Linked DNA regions of Anas platyrhynchos: region 2 is linked to region 1. Evidence: chromatin contacts called from public Hi-C data. All regions are on one chromosome and are shown on one strand. Each heading gives the region's core, a stretch centred on a gene start, on an enhancer-like site or on the middle of the called end of the contact. The rest is flanking DNA. Distances are from core to core; before and after follow the strand shown. Region 1 holds the start of MFSD4B (major facilitator superfamily domain containing 4B). Region 2 has its middle 8.7 kb from the start of SLC16A10.

Region 1 (3,163 bases), core at 357-2,856:
GGAGAAGACAAGGAGACCTTTCATGCTGAGTTGTCTTAAGAGTCTGGTTTCAGTTATATGGTAACGCGGATTAGAAAAATAAAAAGGCAACTGTTTTGTGTCTGACTCAGGGCATACAAAGTAACACAGGGAGAGCAAGTTACATCAATTTTAGAGAAGTTCAGCCCAAAAAATTAAAAAAAATCATCTGCTGTGTTCAGTGCATGCTGATACCACCCAGATATAATGAGAATGATCATTAAAGCTTGGCTTAGTTTCTCAATTGCTTTTGCACTGAGAAGCACACAAATAGACCGCTGGGCAAGTGCAGGAGTCACCTTTTATCAGCAAGAAAGTGCCTTAAGGCCTTTGAAAGGTCTGCTCTTAAATGTTACTTTTGTTTGCCCAGAAGAGGGAGACCAAACAATTTTGTATCTTTATCTTATAACAGAGGTTCCTAAAGAATTACTTTTTTTTTTTAAATAAAAAAAAAAAAACCTGTTTGGAAATTTAATATAGTTTTATTGAAGCGTTTTCCAACCCTTGGATTTGATCACAGGAAAAATGCAAGTTTTACATAAAATAAAGTAGGATGGTGCAAGTAAGGTGCTCTTTGACTACCACACCTCGTTAGGAGGTGTGTGACTGAAAGGGATGTGTATGTGCAATTTAAAACCAGGCACACAGATGAACTCCCCAAGAAAGGGCTTTTAAATCTCCTGATAAACATCGAGGGGACCTTTGGTTGCTGTTGACCCTAAGACACAGGTAAAGTCCAACCAATTCTGAACAACCGGCAACAAAAAGTACAGGTTTTCCTGGAAGATCATAAAGGCTCCAGGATGAGAAAGGGGTACTCATGGTTTCATAAGGGCACTCTTAATTGTCTCCTGGATATAACTGAAGTGGTACCGCATAAGGCTGTAACTACTCTGATTGTGTAAGCTCAGTAATAGCAGTTAAAAAAAAAAAATGCCAGGGGCTGCAGGTGGTTGATTGCAGATAAACTACAAGTAGATTGTGCTACACAGTATTCTTGGAAAAGGCAGTGTTTTTCTCAGGCACTTGATATAGATATAGCAGAGAGATAACCTGTAGCCGCTATAGGATGCTGCCACACATGTGGTTACAGTTAAGTTGTGAAATCACCTCAGCTTCTTGTCTGAAACACTGGGGGACAGAAACAAGTTGCCCACTTGGAATCTTGTTTAAATTTAAAAGCTTTATGTCTTCGAGGCAGGACACGATGGGAAGAGTGCCTCTGCCCCCCCCAGCTGCTTCAGGTTAGGTGTTTGATCCAGCTCCTGGCTCCACACAGGACCTCCCAAAAACCAGCCCATGTGTCCGAGAGTGTTGTCTAAACTGCCCTGGGGAGCCTGTCCCAGTGCCCGACCACCTCTGGGTGCAGACCCTTTCCCTAACCCCCAGCCTGACCCTCCCCTGTCCCAGCTCCATGCCGTCCCCTCGGGTCCTGTCGCTGTCCCCAGAGAGCAGAGCTCAGCGCCTGCCCCTCCGCTCCCCTCGTGAGGGAGCTGCAGGCCGCCATGAGGCCTCCCCTCAGCCTGCCCTGCCCTGTAGCGAGCACCCCGATCCCCCTCAGCCTCCCGGTTCCCCCCCAGCCTTGGCCGCCATTTTGGGCGGGTTGGGCCGGGCCGAGCGCTGCGTTGCGTTGCGGGGCGGTTCCGCTGGGCGCTGCCCGCGGTGCGGCGGGGCCGCGGCGGCGATGGGCGGCGCGGAGCGGCCGCAGCCTGCCCGTGCCCGTGCCCATGGCCGTGCCCATGTCCGCTTCGCCCCCGGGACGAGCTCGGCAGCGGGCCCGGAGCTCGCTGAGGTGCCGGCAGCCGGCGGCCGGGAGGGAGCGGCGCTGCGGTGGTGCATCTCCGGGGCGCTGTGCGCCGCCTTCCTGGGGCTGGTGAGCGGGCAGCGGGCGGGGGGAGCGGGTCCGGGTCCGGGTCCGGGTCCGGGTCCGGGTCCGGGTCCGTGTCCGTGACGCCGGGCGCTGTGTTTCAGGGGATGAGCATCGCCGTGCTGGGGCCCACCTTCCAGAACCTGGCCCAGAACGTGCGCAGGAACGTGTCCGACATCTACTTCGTCTTCGTGGGCCGCTCCCTCGGCTACCTGGGCGGCTCGGTGCTGGGCGGGCTGCTCTTCGACTGCCTCAACGCGCACCTGCTGCTGGGTGAGACCCGGGGGGTGTGGGGTGAGGGGTGAGGGTGTGGGGGGACCTCGGGGCTCTGAGCTCGGCCTCCGGCTGCCCCTCGCTGCTGAGGGGCCCTCAGCCCACCCGTCACTGCCCGCTGCTGCACGTAGGGCACGAGGGGAACCCAGCGCTTTGATGCCACGGGGCTGAGAAATGGGGGTCCGGCTGGCCCCCCACATAGCGCCCTGCCTCGCCAAGCCCCGTCACGCATTAAAATATTCCCCTGGGTTTGGTTTCGGGTGCTGTACGTGCCCAGGTGTTGCTGCTGCACGGGCTCACGGCCGTGGATTTGGGCATGCTGGTGGCCGGAGATGTTTTAGGGCCAGCAGAAACTTTGGGTTGACCAAAAGGCGCCTTTCTTTCCATGACAAAAGTACAAACTATGCTCCTTTCTATCAAATAACATCCTTGATATAGACCCTCCTGCAACACAGAGCCTTGTGTAGTGTCACCTTATGAGATATATGAAAGAAATAGGTGGAACTGTCTTGGATTTTCAGGAAGAGGTTCCTCACCGAGAGGGTGGTCGCGCACCAGAGCAGGCTCCCCAGGGACGTAGTGCCAGCACCAAGCCTCTCTGAATTTAGAAAGCGTTTGGGCTGTGCGCGTAGTCACCTGGTCTGAAGGTTTGGGTGGTCCTGTGTGGTGCCGGGAGTTGGACGCGATGATCCCTGTGGGTCCCTTCCAGCTGGGGATATTCTGTGCTTCTGTGCTTTTTATGTGCGCGCAGCTGGGATCGGCTGTGGTGGTGTTTTGAGGGACAGTTCTGCAGGGGAAGCCAGGTAAAACTCTTGCCTCTGTTAGAGCTCGGCTGAAGTGTTCATCTTCACGTCCCAGACAAAAATACTGAGATTTTGGCTGGAGGACCTTAATCAAATTAGAGCTTATTTAAAGTGGAAAACTTGGTATGCCATCTGTGATTCTGGGAGCTTGCTGCTTGGTTTCTCCCTGTCTATGGAAACATTTAAGGTCTGTAGGAGCAGC
Region 2 (3,163 bases), core at 184-2,683, 79 kb before region 1:
AAAGCTCTGAGAGAGACAAAACTTAATTTCCGACCAGGGCTACTGATCTCCTTCCCTTGAAAGTATAAAATTTCAAGTTTGATTTCCAGAAGAGGAGAATGTTTTTCCCTCTATTTTTAAATCAACACCTCACCAAACCATAGGAGTGTGGCAGATCCCTGAGCACAGATCCCTTCCGTGCTTTTTTCCCCCATCCCTTTCCAGAGCCAGCCTGAGCAGCCTTGCAGGCGCTTCTGGCCCCAAGTGCAGACTCGGCTGCCGACTGCGTTGTCCTGCTCCCGTGTTGCACCATCTCTTTTGCTCAAATCCATTTCCAAATTTAGCCACGCAGATGAAGAAATAAACTGTGGGCAAAGACCATTCCTGGCTTGGCCGGCAGATGGCAATTACTGCTTTCGTTATCTCTAATTAGGAAAAGAGATCTTGAGGCGGCCTTGAGAGCTTGCAGAAGCAGCAGTTTGCAGCAAGCGAGCCGCTGTAATATTGCAGTGAGTGTAAAAAACACCTCTGGAAAGGGACTTCGGCTTTCTCGTCACCTGCTGACAGATCAGATATCAAAGCTTACAAGTCTGATTATTATTTTTTTTTTAAATCTGCTTTGTTTCTGGACTGCTTCCTCTCACAGCCAAGGGTCCTGATGTTCATTGGCATGCACAGCTGAAATTAAAGAAAAAAATAATATATATATGTGTGCCTTTCTTGTTGTTGTTACAAATCTAGGGGAAAAGAGCTGTTCAGAGCATGCAGGTGAGGATAACATTAATAAATTGCAGCCTCCTGGAGGAGGTTAGCAGTGAGGGCTGCTGCAGCAAAATAATGTAAACTAGAGCCAGATCCTTTGCTGAATAAGGAGAATGATTCAGGACTGACGTAAAGACAGTCCAAAGACACTATGCTTCATGGACAAATATATCAATGCTGTCCTTTCCCTTGCCTTAATTCCTGCTTCATTTTCACAGTGGGATGGCTGCATAGTGCTGGCTGCAGCCCGGTGTTTTGGGGACAGAGCCTGGGGATGAGGAAGGGGACAGGGGCCTCAAGCTGCCCCTGGGCCTCGGTCCCCAGCCATCCTGCCGCCTGGGGTGCAGAAGTCCTGAGTAAGCACGGGGGAAAAAATCTTTCTTAAATGGTTCTCTGGAGGCATTTTTACCCAGAGAAGCATAAAGAGGGCATGAAGCGAGCTTTATTTAGCTTTGCTTGGCTCAAAGTTGAGTTGCCCTGACATGAGACCGAGGGCTGAAGGGAGGGAAGAAGGAAATTAGTGGGAAGAGGAACTCGGAGTCCTCCCAAAAAGGCTGGTTGGATTTTAAACACTTAATATTTCAGAGTGACTGAAACAGCACATTTTTCTTTCCAGTCATGCAGCTGTGATCAAACCATAATGAGAATGAGTTCCTAGACCGAGCATGCAATTAACAGTTTTTAACTCAAGGTCCTTTTTCCTGAGCGACTGGAGATAAAGCAGGAGTCAGGCGTCTGCTGCTGGGTTTGTATGTGGCCAGAGCCCTGTGAAACCTCGCCTTGTCAACAAAAGAAAGTTTCCTTGAGTCAGGAGAGGGCATGCCACCAGAAACGAGCCAGTCAAACGGGAAGTCTGGAGGGGCTGTCTGGCCTCAGGCTTCAAAGGAAGCCCGGGGTCTGCTGGTGGTGAATAGCTGAGGCAGACCACAGGGACCGTGTTCAGAAGGTTGTTTAAAAACAAACAAAACCTGTAGCTCATACGTGTTTACGGAGAAGAAATTCCTGCACGAAGGCTGTGCCCCTTGCTTCAACACCAAACTTGTTTCTGAAAACTGTTGTTGGGAAACAGTGTTATTAGGATCAGCAAGGCAGACCGGGAAGGAATTTGTCCAAGTAATTGAGAGGCTGGCTGGGGGCAAGGGACAGAAGAGGCTCACTCACGGTGGTGGGCATGGGGTTAAACAGGGCATCTGTACCTGGCAATTTGCTTGGGGAATTCAGAATTAGAGACATGCCAGGTCTGTCTGCACCAGCGAGGCTCTGAAATGCCTGAGGTTAAGGCTGGACACCATTGCAACAAGTTGGTGGCTACCCAGAAAACAGAAATCAGTGCACCTAGGACAATTAGCACGTCCAGTCAATAACTCAGAGAGATATTGTTCCCCCAAATTAGCTTGACATCTTGTCCTTTATAAGAAGAATGCAACTTGGCTCGGGAAAAAATAAAAATAAATAAAAATAAATAAAAATAAAATAGGCGTAGTTCTTTCATAGCATATGAAAAGCAAAATAAGCAGAGAAGAAAGCACAGAAATCCCCTTGCAGGTTACCCTGCGGTGACGGTGTTGCTGTGGAAGCTAACATCAGACCGTGTTTGCCTCTCTAATTGCTGGCTACGGTTGGGCTCATTGCACAACCAGAAAACTGCTTTTTTCCAACTGATAGCCCTCTCCCACCTGATAGCCTTGCAAATTCAAAGTGGAAAGCGAAAATAGTGTGTACTTTGGCTGAGGGATCGCCAGCCATAAAGATCTGGCAACGGCAGCTGGTGCAACAATTTTGCTAATGATATTTAAATTGGAGTGAATCAAGCATTCGAACACTGAATAAAGAACAGCTTTATTTTTCCTAAGGAGAAAAGCAGATAGGAGGCTGGATGTGTTCAGGTGAGCTTTTTTATTTTTTTATTTTTATTTTTTTTTAAACAATTGTTTCCACACTACAATTTAGCACTGGTTTAACTCCATCAATTCCTTAGATTGGTGTAAAACAATAAAAGAAGATCTGAAGTTAAAGCTCTGTGTTATTCCACAATTTATGATTCATGGTTTGTGTGTAGCATACAAAGCACAACAGTTCATACATGAACACTTTTAAATCAGAATATATTTTTCTTTTTGTTCAACATTTTCCACACGTTTATGATATATTAAGCTAACTCATGCAAAAATAACCCCTCCTTCTACGTGTGGATACACAGCAATATGTATAAGAAAGGTCCTGTGGTCCTTCAGCTTCTGCTTTCCTAGTGACTGGTGGCAGAACATCAGGTATGCTGCAGAAGTGCAGATAACAAAATGCCTTAAGATAAAAAAGGAACTGTAGAATTACAATGTCTGGGAACAAACAGAGTCATAAAAGGTCAGAAAGCACTCTTAATAAAATAAAAAAAATAAGAAACCTAGGTTATTTTTAAGATCAC

What was found. A called contact is a pair of places that touch in the nucleus more often than the background predicts.
Region 2: a contact with region 1 is called in a Hi-C map of subcutaneous adipose tissue, with 2.8 times the contacts expected there. The contact joins the enhancer-like site here to the promoter of MFSD4B in region 1. A contact is called at or near these places in 4 of 8 Hi-C or Micro-C datasets (liver, skeletal muscle and subcutaneous adipose tissue).

Annotation. Positions count from the first base shown.
Region 1 is chr3:72,414,950-72,418,112 of IASCAAS_PekinDuck_T2T, reverse strand. MFSD4B (major facilitator superfamily domain containing 4B) reads left to right here and starts at 1,606. Exons shown (of 4, transcript XM_027454697.3): 1 at 1,606-1,891; 2 at 1,990-2,158. The coding sequence starts at 1,703.
Region 2 is chr3:72,493,906-72,497,068 of IASCAAS_PekinDuck_T2T, reverse strand. No RefSeq gene overlaps it. Among named protein-coding and RNA genes, the nearest start is that of SLC16A10, 8.7 kb to the right of the region's middle. Within about 2 kb of position 1,433, at least 5 of the 8 cell types and tissues checked have an H3K27ac peak or open chromatin away from gene starts, as enhancers often do. A contact at or near this core is called in subcutaneous adipose tissue, where this site is marked.